3 separate regions of the Gossypium hirsutum genome follow, and all the other regions are linked to region 3. A link is a contact called in public Hi-C data. All regions are on one chromosome and are shown on one strand. Each heading gives the region's core, a stretch centred on a gene start, on an enhancer-like site or on the middle of the called end of the contact. The rest is flanking DNA. Distances are from core to core; before and after follow the strand shown.

Evidence for each region. A called contact is a pair of places that touch in the nucleus more often than the background predicts.
Region 1: a contact with region 3 is called in a Hi-C map of leaf, with 2.0 times the contacts expected there. The contact joins the promoter of LOC107950394 here to the promoter of LOC107950386 in region 3. A contact is called at or near these places in 7 of 34 Hi-C or Micro-C datasets (callus, hypocotyl, leaf and 1 more).
Region 2: a contact with region 3 is called in a Hi-C map of leaf, with 2.0 times the contacts expected there. The contact joins the promoter of LOC107950395 here to the promoter of LOC107950386 in region 3. A contact is called at or near these places in 10 of 34 Hi-C or Micro-C datasets (callus, hypocotyl, leaf and 1 more).

Annotation. Positions count from the first base shown.
Region 1 is chrD03:6,002,748-6,007,499 of Gossypium_hirsutum_v2.1, reverse strand. It overlaps LOC107950394 (inositol-3-phosphate synthase), which reads left to right and starts at 2,118. Exons shown (of 10, transcript XM_041089677.1): 1 at 2,118-2,531; 2 at 2,615-2,683; 3 at 2,802-2,937; 4 at 3,022-3,269; 5 at 3,365-3,591; 6 at 3,685-3,800; 7 at 3,971-4,147; 8 at 4,260-4,448; 9 at 4,539-4,601. The coding sequence starts at 2,344.
Region 2 is chrD03:5,982,786-5,987,048 of Gossypium_hirsutum_v2.1, reverse strand. LOC107950395 (FCS-Like Zinc finger 6) reads left to right here and starts at 1,418. Exons shown (of 3, transcript XM_016885241.2): 1 at 1,418-1,980; 2 at 2,304-2,417; 3 at 2,720-3,151. The coding sequence starts at 1,667. The coding sequence ends at 2,385. LOC107950396 (a long non-coding RNA gene) reads right to left here. Exons shown (of 5, transcript XR_005911112.1): 5 at 2,720-4,263.
Region 3 is chrD03:6,287,300-6,291,612 of Gossypium_hirsutum_v2.1, reverse strand. LOC107950386 (apoptotic chromatin condensation inducer in the nucleus) reads right to left here and starts at 2,059. Exons shown (of 5, transcript XM_016885234.2): 1 at 1,599-2,059; 2 at 1-957. The coding sequence starts at 926. It overlaps LOC107950385 (apoptotic chromatin condensation inducer in the nucleus), which reads right to left. Exons shown (of 5, transcript XM_016885233.2): 5 at 3,312-4,191. The coding sequence ends at 3,733.

The DNA.
Region 1 (4,752 bases), core at 869-3,368, 280 kb after region 3:
CGGCTAAGAAAAAATAAAAAATAAAAATTTAAGAATTTAATTTACAATATATCAATTTTTATAATTTAAAAATTACATGAAGTAAAACTACACTATCTATTGAATATGTTAAAAATATTTTAATTATGGTTTCAATTTATTATTATACTATTTAGATTTTAAATAAATTAATATATTTTAATTAAAAATAAAAATTATAAAAATTAAACACATAAAATTACATACAATACATATGACATTAGAAACTAATATATATACTGAAAAATAAATGCTCTTTATTATTTATTATACTTCAAAATTGCCATTAAATTTTTTATTACTAATGAAATTTATCAAAAGTATAACTAAAAATTTTAATTTTATCAAAACGCTTTTTTAATGAATTGAATTTGATAATAGAAAAAAGATGTTTAAAAAAAATTCATTACATACTATATTTATTTTAAGCGCTTTAGAGGATTTTTATTTCTAATAATGTCTAACACATTTAAATTTATCAATAATTTGTTAAGAAATTAATTTAATAAATTTTTTTACATAAAAGTTAAACTTTTTAAAAACCATGTTAATTAAATAATAAGTTTTAAGAGATTATTACTTTTAACATATTTTGAAAAGTTAGCTTCAATATCTAACTAAAACCACCCCACCTTTCATAATTATTGTGAACAATCAAATATATTTTAATATGAAAAAAGGTACATTATAAAAGTTCCAGTGGCATTAAAAAATTGTTAACTACAATACAAAAATAAACTCAAATCTTGATCTCAGTCAAATCCAAATAACTGCCTGCAATTTTAATTTATTTACGACGGGATCTCATCTTTTTAACCAACTCTAAATTTTGGTTTTCTTTATCCTAATAATAATAATAATAATAGCTTAAATAGAATGCCATTCACATCATTTATGAAAATGATATGTTTGCTTCAATGTTTTGTCGGTGCTACTTAACAAATTGGTGACATCAGATTAAAACGTGAGACCTAAAATATTCAGAACTTGATATATAAGCTAAAAGTGTGCCAACACCAAACTTTATATAAAGTAAATTGCTTCAAAAACTCTTCTTGTTTATTATTTCTTTTTATTTCCCTTTAACACAAAATAGAGAGGCCTCTTATTAATTAGTCTATAAAGTTTTCTTCCTACCAAAAAGTATTTTTGTAAAGAAGTCAATTCCGACTAGAAATAAATTTTATATATTTTTTAAAAAATAAATTTTTTGTTCAAATAAATTTTTTAAAATGATTTTTTGAAAAATTATCCCGATAGAAATAAAAGAATTTGAACAAAAAAATTATTTCGAAAAATAAATAAAATTTATTTTCAATTGAAGTCGATTTTTTTTAGAAAAATACATTTTGATAGAAATTTTTTTTGGAGTATTTGGTAAGAGGCCTTTCTATTTTTAGTATTAAAGGAAAATAAAAATAATAATAAATAAAGAGATTTATGAAGCAATTTACCTTATTTAAAGTTTGATACCGCCGCACTATTAACGGATTTAAAACTTTTTTTCAGCAGCCAATCAAAGTGAAAAATTTACATATCAAGTCCTTGTATATTTTAAGTCAACACATTTTAATTTTGTGTCACTGATTTATCAGGTAACACCAATAAAATACTATAGTAAACGTATCATTTTGATAAATAATTTTATGGGTATATCATTTGAATTATTAATTTTTTTTATATTATTGATGTAAGAAAGCCGTAATTTTGTTTTTTTGTTACTTCCCACTCTGGCCTCACGTGAAAACAAGCAAGGACGGACTCAGTTGATAGTTGAGATGCACAATACACCTCAACTAAAGCGCGTAAGAAACATCTATTCTTCACCGTCGGCCAAGCCTTCGGCATATACCATTAAAATACCGGTGTTTTACCCACGTGGACATCAGCGCGTGGATATGGGTCCTACTAGACGATCCAGTCATTCAATCAATATACCCCTTCGAGTACCTTCCCAATGGCAACACAATAAAAATAAAATTTCCTTCACAAGGTTAAGCCACGTGTAAAGTGTATTACACCCCTCTTCACACGTACGAACGGGCAAAAAAACCACAAAACAACAAAGGCATGGCCTACCTTCTCTTCAATCAAAAAACCAAAGGGGATTCAATGACGAAATTTTAACTTAAGGCATCAAACCATTGTGATGATGCCGCGTGTATCCTCTCATTATATGTTTCCTCTATAAAACCTCCTAGTCCCAAGCTTTGAAGCACAAAATTCTGGGGCAAAAAAGAAATAAAAACAGTTTCATTTCCATTCTAAGTTTGTGTTTTTGATTTGCCTTTTGTGGGTTTTTTTTTATAAAAAAGTTCAGCAAAAATGTTTATTGAGAATTTTAAGGTGGAGAGCCCCAATGTGAAGTACACAGAGAATGAAATTCAGTCTGTTTACAACTATGAAACTACAGAGCTTGTTCATGAGAACAAAAATGGAACCTATCAATGGGTTGTTAAACCCAAAACTGTCAAATATGAATTCAAGACTGATATCCATGTCCCTAAATTGGGGTTAGAATCCAAATCTGCCCATCATTTGTTTTTTTGCCATTTCGATTTTGATTATTTTGATTTTATTTATTTATATGTTTTAGGGTGATGCTTGTGGGATGGGGAGGAAACAATGGTTCAACCCTCACCGGTGGTGTTATAGCTAACAAAGAGTGAGTTTTGTACTTTCTAGATAAAAGATCTGATTAATTTTGATTTGTTTTCCTTTCTTTTTTTTTTCTTTTTTTTTTGGTTGATTTTTGAGTTATGGGTAATGATGGGTTTTCTCAGGGGTATCTCTTGGGCTACTAAGGACAAGGTACAACAGGCTAATTACTTTGGTTCATTGACTCAAGCATCAACGATCCGAATTGGGTCTTACAATGGAGAAGAGATTTATGCTCCATTTAAGAGTCTTCTTCCTATGGTATGCGAATTATAAACCCAGATTTAGTTTTTAATTTACTAGTTTGCTACTTAATGCTTAATGCTTGATAATGAATGAATACAGGTGAACCCAAATGATATTGTGTTTGGAGGATGGGACATTAGTGACATGAACCTAGCTGATGCAATGGCTAGGGCCAAGGTTTTCGACATTGATCTGCAAAAGCAACTGAGACCCTACATGGAATCCATGGTCCCACTCCCTGGAATCTACGATCCTGATTTCATTGCTGCTAACCAAGGTGAACGTGCCAACAATGTTATCAAGGGGACCAAGAAAGAACAAGTTCAGCAGGTCATCAAAGACATCAAGTATATAATCAACTCCAACCCTCAAAACTGTATTTGTTAAGCTTGTAGAACAGGAAAAGTAGCTGAATTTTTTAACATTTGATTGTGTAAATCAGGGAGTTCAAAGAGAAAAACAAGGTGGACAAGGTTGTTGTACTCTGGACTGCAAACACTGAGAGGTACAGCAATGTCATCGTGGGGCTAAATGACACCGTGGAAAGCCTTATGGCTTCTTTGGAGAAGAATGAATCAGAGATTTCTCCTTCCACTTTGTATGCTATTGCTTGTGTTCTTGAAAATGTTCCTTTCATCAATGGCAGCCCACAAAACACCTTTGTTCCAGGTTCTTAATTTAGCTCAGCTGTCTTTCTAATTTTATAAATTGTAATGACGAGTAAATATAATAACCTCTACAAGTGACTCTTATTGTATTCAGGGTTGATTGATTTGGCTATTCAAAGGAACTGTCTGATTGGAGGAGATGACTTCAAGAGTGGCCAGACCAAGATGAAATCTGTCCTCGTGGATTTCCTTGTTGGGGCTGGGATCAAGGTATAAATCTTTTAACTTTATGGCACTATCACCATAATTGTTAAAATAAGCAATTAGTACCAATATAATTGAAGTAAAAAGTTTAAGTGTTTGGTAGCTTATGTGTCAATAAAATGTAAATAATATGACATTGATAGGTACTTGTACTAACGGTGATGATAAATTGACAGCCAACATCGATAGTGAGTTACAACCATCTGGGAAATAATGATGGCATGAATCTATCGGCACCCCAAACCTTCCGTTCCAAGGAGATCTCAAAGAGCAATGTTGTTGATGACATGGTTTCAAGCAATGGAATCCTGTATGAGCCTGGTGAACATCCTGATCATGTTGTGGTCATCAAGGTAAATATTTTTTTACGCATCTGTGTCTGTTTGGGCACTTGTCAGTGGTGACCTTAAAGCTTTTTTGCTTGATTGGTCTTAAAATGTGTACTTTGTCTTCCTTGTATTATAGTATGTGCCATATGTGGGAGACAGCAAGAGAGCCATGGATGAGTATACATCAGAGATATTCATGGGAGGCAAGAACACCATTGTGTTGCACAACACATGTGAGGATTCCCTGTTGGCTGCTCCCATTATCCTAGATTTGGTTCTCCTTGCTGAGCTTAGCACCAGGATCCAGTTCAAGGCTGATGGAGAGGTATGACCCTTAGAACTTTGTGGACTCTTCTGGGTTGACCCTTAAAACATATTTTTGCAAAAACATTGATGCTGAATTTTGGTTTTGCAGGGCAAGTTCCACTCTTTCCATCCTGTGGCTACAATCCTCAGTTACCTCACCAAAGCCCCTCTTGTGAGTCCAAAGCATCCCTTCGTCTTTTCCTGTAACTCTGGCCTACTAAAAATATAATAATAATTAATAATAAAACAGGGGTGGGAAGGGTGACACCTTCACCAATAAAACATTGATATTATTGTCTTGAATTAACTGGTAACTCAACTGT
Region 2 (4,263 bases), core at 169-2,668, 300 kb after region 3:
TTATATTTCTTGCTTATGAAAAAATAAAAAATAAATTAATATAAATTTTAACGTTTTTCCTCTATAAGTGTCAAACCTTCCTTTTAAATAAATTTATTTAACTAAATATTTAAATAAAATAAAATTTTTATTTATAAATGTTATAAATCTTATGAATAGCAAAGAAAATTTTAAAATGGTAAAATCAATAATACAATGAACAACAAACGATTAATTTGTTTAAAAGTTTCTCTAACCTAACGTTTATATATATATATATATATATATCATTTTTGTTCATTCTTTTCAATCGAATTAGATCTATATAACTGCAACATTTATTAAGATATGATTTAAGCTCAATTTAAGTCAAATTAGATTAAATCGTACTATTAAATTAAGGAAACTCAAATTATCGTGACAACTAAAACCAAACCTAAATTTAATTTCAATGAAATTTGAGATTAATTAAACTCCAAATTACGTTAGATTTGATATTAAAAGCCTAGGAATTTTGTAGTGATTTCCCAACTTGTCAACATTGTAGCATTTGGACCATGATTTAAGGCTAAGTTATATATTATAGACTGTAGTGGGTGTACCTCAAAATTCTAAAGAAAAAGTGCGAAATTAAAGATCCCCTAATACTAAGAAACAAAGTTCATTGAGTTGAATGAATTATATTTAAGATATTTAACTAATTATAATCCATTGTTAATCAAATTGTATCTTTTAGAAACCAATGTTATATATTTAAATTTGTAAAGATTATATTTTTATATTTAAAATATAATTTATATACTCAAATTAAGTTTTACAAATAATTATTTTTTTTAAAATTTTTAAATTTCATATTTCATATATCAAAATACTAATAGTAGGTTACAATAAATTTGTTGATACACAGGATCAACAGAGACAAAGGAGGAGGAGAGGGGGTGGTGTCGAGGGAGGCCGGTTCACCCACTCTAGAGTTGAAAGCCAAAAAAGTAAATAAACTTAGGATGAATGCTTAACGTATCAGGGTCTAGAAAAAAAAAGAGTCTTTATTTTTTTTGGCTTTCAACCCTAGAGTGGTTGAACTGATCTTCTTCGATACTGCCCCTCTCCTTCTCATTTACCTCCATTGATACTATGTATCAACAAAATTATCTTTTATTGAAATGTCACAAATTTAAATGTCATTTAAATATATATTTTATTTTATTTCTTAAAAACATTTTTAACACCAACATCAAACATTTAAAACTTAAATTAAAGCTTTAAAAGTGTTATTATGAAATTGGAATTCCTAAGTTTGGTAGAGAGATGAAAAAGGAGTAGGTGTGTTCCAAAGGTGAGAAAAGAAAGATGGGACATTAGCAACAAAATGTCAAGGCTTGTAAAAGCAATGCCAGCAACCCGACACGTAGCAATAATGGACTTTTATATAATTAAATAACTAACCTTCCCAAAACTCCAAAAGAATCTCTTTCGTATTTAAAAACTTCCAGCTGAGGGTGCCAAAGATTCCCTCGATTCTTCCCTAAAGGTTAAAATATGCATAATCAACCATGTTTTACATTTCAATCCTCTCACCCTTAATTTATCTCCCCCACCTCGCTTTTCCTTCCGTTCCCACTCTCTTTGCTATTCACTAGAGCAAAAACAAGAGAGAAAGCCAATACGCATACATATATATAGCAGGATGATGCTCGGAAAACGCTCACGTCAGTCGATCAAGAGGACGACAAGCATGACGGGCATCACCGTCGATGTCGTCGACCACCACCAAGACCCAATCATATCCCATCCTCCCCCTCAAATCCACCCTTTGCATGAATCCCCCGACGCTAACTCCCGTTACGATCAACGCTTCTTGGCCATGGTGTCGCCCAGAAACCCAGCTTCTTTTACTAGCCATGTCATCGACAGCGGCACCACTGCCGCTGCTCCTTTTTTGCGAGCTTGTTGGCTTTGTAATCGCCGCTTAGCTCCTGGTCGTGACATATATATGTATAGGTATTCTTCTCCTTTCATCCAGTTTCATTTATTTTCTTTTAAATTTTATTGAAAATTCAGATCATATATATTAAGATTGAATCTAAAGTTGTATGAACAAGAAAAGAAAGAGAAAAAAATTATATTTCTCTTTCTTTCCATCCAAACAACATTTAAACCTCCCTTAGAACTCCGTCTTTGCTTCTTACCTTTTTTTAAAAAATTTATATTAATATATGGTATCTAGAAGTTATATGTAGAATTATAATTATTAACAGAGAATTAAAGCCAATATTTGGGTTGAATTATTTGTCAAATAATGAAAAAGAATAACATTATTGCAGGGGGGATACAGCGTTTTGTAGTCAAGAGTGTAGAGAAAAACAGATGAAGCAAGATGAAAGAAAAGAAAAGCTAAACGGCTAGAGTTGTTTGAACCAAATTCTAACAGATTATTTGTAAGTTAAGTTAAACAAAATATATCTTATAGAAACAAGATTTAGTTTTTATGAGTATAACATATTTAGTATTTATTAACATAATATATTTGACTTTGATTAAAATTAAGTTTTTTTCTACCTATATCAAAATTCTCTTGTAATTATTCGAATTTGACATAATGAATTTTCTTCTCCTTTGCCCATGATTTTTTCTTGAAACGGTTTATACATAAAAATCTGTATGTTATTTATTTATTATTTTTTTCGATATATTATCATTACTAACGTTCTATTTTCACATAAACATTAATACTTCAAAGAAAGAAGACCGCCATGCCCATTCCTCTTCAACCACCACCTCCTCCAAGACTTCTAAAGCGAAGCTTGTGATTGCTGCTTGAACTTTGAAGAAAGTAGATGAATGAGTAATTTCGATAGGAATTAAGCCAAAATCCAAACCCAGCCAGCCTCAGTAGAAGAAGAGTAGAAATCAATGGGCTTTCGTCATATATAATCGTGGGTGCAGTTAAATTATTATAAAGAAGTGGATGGTGATGCAAATAGCCAAAGCTTTGAGGTTCTTATATATGGATTCCAATGTTATAACACTTTCTTATATAGTTTCCTTTTTTTACTACCACCATCACTACTTCCACTATATATTCAACCCATCAATTATTAATGTCACAAACAAATGAATCATTACAATAAAAGAAAATCTCATCTTTAAATTATAATTTTCTTTATCAAAATCTAATGTCAAACATAACTTTATATTTATCACCTTAATTCTATTCAAATTGTTGCCATTTTAGTACAATGAACAAAGTTAAAGATTTTCACTGAGAAAAAAAAATTGGATTAATTAGAAAATCTCAAACTTGGGACTTTACCTTCTTTTTTCTTTTTTTACTTTTAACTATTTTATATCTTTAATTTTCTCATGCATATTTTCTTTGTTTTGTTTTTTTCATTTTAGCGTTACCAAATAAAATAAAAGTAAAGGTGTAAAGAGTTGAAAATTAAGTACTAAATTTTTAATATTAAATTTTATAATCATTGAATTTATATTATAAAATTATTTGATATATTATTAAAAGTTAAACACTAAATGTAATTATTTTTGCTTGATAATAGTATATCGTTATTTTTGAAAAATCATTATTTTATAATTTTAATCTTACTAATAATGTCTAATTTAAACTTACATTTAAACCTTATGAATAATTAAGGAAAAAGAGCCAAGAGTGCTTTGCTTAGAATCCTAGTGAAAGTAGTAACTACTGCCGCTTGGGATGGAGGAAACTGGTGGCGACGATAGGGTGGGAGGCGATGAGATCTCCCTTCTAGAAGAAGAACTCATCCAATTATATGTTAAGTGTTCGATGGTGGTACCAAACGTGAAACCAACTCTGCTTTGCACAATATGGACAGAAAAAATCCTAAAATCCGGATAGTTTTAGGGCACAGATGAAAAGCATCTAAAAGACGAGGAAAAAATTTGAGATTCAGTTGGCAGGGCAAAATCTTTTTCTAATTGTGTTTCATACTGAAGAAGATCTAGAGATAGTTATGGAGGGATGACCATGATTGTTTTGGAAAAAGCTTGTACTGTTTGATCAGTTGGTTAAACCGATTGAAAAAAGTCAGATTTGACTTAATTCTTCCCCGTTTTGGATTAAGATCGGACCGTGTTTACCAGAATTCGACAAAAAAAATCTATTTCATGCCATTGGGGTTACTTTTGGAGGAGTAATTAAATCTGAAATCAATGGAGATTTGTGTCGCCTTAGAATCAAATTGGATGTGCAGAAACCCCTCCTTAGAGGTATTTTCGTCTCAATCGATAATTAATAGAAATCTT
Region 3 (4,313 bases), core at 810-3,309:
CCACTAATTGGGACAACATTACTGGATGATGGTTCCACCATCTCTGGCTTTACAACATCTAAGTCTAATTTGACATTATCAGCAAGTATATTATCCTTTAATTCAATCTTTTCATTATTTGAGACAGAATCAGTAGATATAGAATCAGATTTTACTTGCAACCCTAAATCAGGGCTGACCTCAGATACCTGGATGTTCGGAGCAGAAGAATCATGCACATCATCCTCGTGTGGAACCTTCAAACCCCCGTTCTCCAGCTGCACCTTCGAATCTTCAATGTCAAGCTGAGGCTTTGAATCATCACTCTCCAGCTGAGGATTTGAACCCTGCAGTTTGCCCTTTGGATCATCATTCTCCACCTCAGGCTTTGGATCATCAGTCTCGAACTGGAGCTTAGGATCCTTACCCTCCACTTTGATATCAGTATTCACATTCTCATTTTGCCCTGAGCTCTCTTTCTCAGTAGATGGTACCTCAGATACCACATTCTTGGTAACCGTTATCTCAGTCTGAATAGTGGTGGTTTCAGAAACAAGCTCCTTTTCCACCAAGCTGTCGCTTCCTTGAACTCCTTCATGACCCAAAGCAGCTGCACTCTCATTAATGTCAACATGAACCTTCACCCCACTCTCCTTCTCGATCTCACGGCCACTATGATCCACATCATCTTTAACTGTCTCAACAATAACTGGAATTGCCTTTTCAATCCCTCGCTCATCTGTAGGCTGGGGATCAGAATTAAAACCATTATCTTCCTCAGTTTCACCATTTTCCCTTTCCAATCTAACGGCCTCATCCAAACGTCTTACCAACTCCTCTTTCAAGCCCCGAGTTGTCAGTTTCCGCCTCTTAAGTTCTTCTTTCAACTCTGTAACCTTCCATTGATCAATTGGTCTATTGTCAAGTATTTGATATTTTGATGACATCTTTTCCAACCCAAACTCACCTTCAAACCTACTAGAAAAGGTCACATTTCTCAGTCATTCACCAAAAAAGCCAAACAAAAAAGATTCTAGTAAAACATGTGCAGTAGAAATAAAGCGCCAACAAGACCAAAGAAAGCATGTTATACTGCAAAATAAAGTTAAATCGTGCTTATAAGGTAGAAGAAATAAAGGAGCCGAAGGAATGATATATAGCTGTTTAAACAATTTGAATAAATGCAGCAAAGCCAATAAAATAATTCCAGGAAATTAACCCAGAAGAATAGCAAATCTTCATGTAAAATATAGAAAAGGAAAGCAATGAAGTATTTAGTTAACACAAAACCTGACACCACAAAACGAGGGTTTAAAAAAAACACCTTATTTGCCTGGACAAAGAATATATACAAGAAAGCTCCCCTTTCTCCCAAAAAGCACAAATACGAACAAAATAAGGCATAAAAACAGTAAATACATTTCCAGCCCAAAATTTTCTTTATCCTAGCTTCCGTAATGAAAAATAAATTCATAACCAGCAAGAAACGAAATGCCGATTTAACAAGAAACTAATGAACTGAAACAATCGCACCCAAAACTAATCGTATTTATAAAAAAAAATTGCAATAACACCCATTAAAAATGCATGCAGAGAGGAAAGAAATAGAGATTACTCACAGGCCTATATATTTGGGAAGCCACTACAACCACACTTCCCTTACAGGAGAATTGAAAATTTATCCCAAAACTACCCTAATTTCAACAGACAAAACTCACCATTAGCGCAAACCCTAGTTTTCAACAAAGAGAAAGTTATCGAAAATAAGGAAAAATTAGAAGAAAAAACAAAATAAAAAAAAAGTAAATGGAAAATAGAAAATGAATTTTATGAGAGTGGTGGATGAGCAATTGATTTTTATTTTTTGGCTGTTGTGAATATAATATAACCTGGTTGTTCTTTTCTTTTTAGGATTTTGAGAGAGAAAATGGGGAGAAAATTGAAACAATGGTGAAATTAGGGTTTTAAAAAAACCATTTGCCTCTGTCGTATTATCGAATCCAAAAAGGCAGAGACCAATTGTTCTAGAAAAACCCATTTTGGTTTTATTCAAATGCCTAAATTGCCCTTCTTGATCGTTTTTTCATCATAATTGAGGTGGCATAAAGGATTTCAAAATTATAAAATGGATCTACTTTTTTGGTAAATACTTTAAATTTTATGTATAATTAAAAAAAAAGTAATAACTCAATTTCTTTTAAAACAACATTATCAATATTTAAAATATATGTAAAATATTTAAAATGACATTAAAAGGCTAAATTTGATTAATATGCCCAGGTTTTTTTTTCAATTTGACCTTTAGATCAATTTAAAATTAATTAAGAAAATATATCGTTTTTAGGAAAGAGAAAGTGAAAACTTGTCCAACTGGGTGTATTTTCTGCACAGATAGTAGGCCCGTTGCATGAGAGATGCATGCAAGAATCGGACCTCTTACCGGTACCCATAAATTTCAGGGATCGGAGGCTCCCCGTCTATTTATAACATAAAAAAAATATTTAGACTTATAAAAAAAATATTAACATAATTAAAAAAATAAAATTTTAAATTTCGTCTTACCATTACTAATTGGGCAGTAAAAATATGATTGTCGTCGAAACAAATTAGAGAGGCGTCTATTTTCAAGAAATTGACCCGAATGAATAAAATTTAATATAATTAAAAAATAATATTTTAAATGAAAATATAAATAAATATTGAATAAGAAGCTTGAGAGAATTGAGAGAAGAATGTGAATGAAAACAATAAAAATTGGGAGGTATTTATAAGTTAAAAAAAATTATTGTTGGGAGATTTTAAATTTTTTTTTGACAATTTCTTTTTACCGTTTGACGTAGCAATGATCAAAAAGCCATTGTATTTTACCGTCCAGCTAAACACACTTTCACTTTCTCCCTCCTAAAAATAGCCTATTTCCCTAATTAATTTTAAAACTGACCTAAAGTCTAAATTTAAAAAAGCCCAGCATATTAATCAAATTTAGCCCATTTAATATGACTTATTTGTGCAAAAACTTTAAAGTGGGACAAAATTTACCATTATAATTATAAATATAATTACATCCATATTAAATATTTTTATAATTTGTGAAATTTTAATAATTTATTTTTTCATAAATGTATTTATCAATTATAAACACTAACATTGTGAACTGTTAATACTTTAAAAATCTTCATCTAATAGTTTTAGGTTTTTGCCTTAAAATAAAATCTAATCTCATACGAAGCTCAATCCAAGGTATGAGATGAAGAGAAGAACCTCAATCATCAGGTTCAAAGTACGTTGCACATACATAAATAAATGATAAAAACCCTGGATGAAACTACACATACTTATAACGAGTAAGCCTACATTCCCTTTTAACAAATCTATGTAAAATTAACATCCAGAGTAAAAGTTAAATTCTACAAAATCAGGTTCATAAGAGTTGAGGCTATTGTTCTGTAGGAAAACCAAATTAGAACAAAGGATAATCGATCCATTACTACAGAGAGATCTCAGTTTTGAAGGATTTTAGTGCTAAATGGAACTTGAACTCAAGCCCACAAGCAGCCGGCAGAAAAACCAATACCCATCACTGGACAAGTTCCCTGTGCACGGCTGCAACAATTCCTTCCTATAAAGCAAAACCTGCAGACCTGCAAACATGCAATTATGTGACAGTTCTCTTACCATTAACTAACGTACAGACCAACCGATATGAAAACCAGAAGAGCAGCCAGGGATAAAACTATAGCCTCAGCTCTACTGCTAGATGTTTCTGCCATGTGCTGCTTGCTTTGCTGCAACTTGTTCATCTGACAAAGGCAAATAGTAGATACGAGGAATTGCTTTGGTTTTCCAAAATAGATCATCCAGAGTGACAATAGGAGGATCTACTTTCTCTGCCGGTGGCAGAGGAAGAGGGAGCCGTTCTCTAACTGGTGGAGGGTTAGACAAAGGCGGTGGAGGAAGTGCAGAAGGTGGTGGATGCTGCTGTCTAGAAACCTGCTGACGTGGAGAGGGCTGGGGCTGAGAAGCAGGTTGAGCTTGAGGAGCAGTAGAACCAGAAGTCCCAGGAGTAGTTGGAGTCTGTGGTGGAGCATCAAGCCGGGTTTTAACTTCCTGGGGATCAACAAAGTCAGCCACCAATAGGCGTCCACCATTAGGTGGCCATTGAAGGTTGTAAACAGCATTTCTTGTCTCTATTGCTTCTTCTACAGATGAATACTGCACCAATAAAGCAATTCCCAAAGCTGATTAGATATATTGAATCAGCCCAACAATAAAAAGCCAAAATGAATAATTGATCATAGACCACGAAAGTCCCATCGGAGGAGATGGAAACAAAG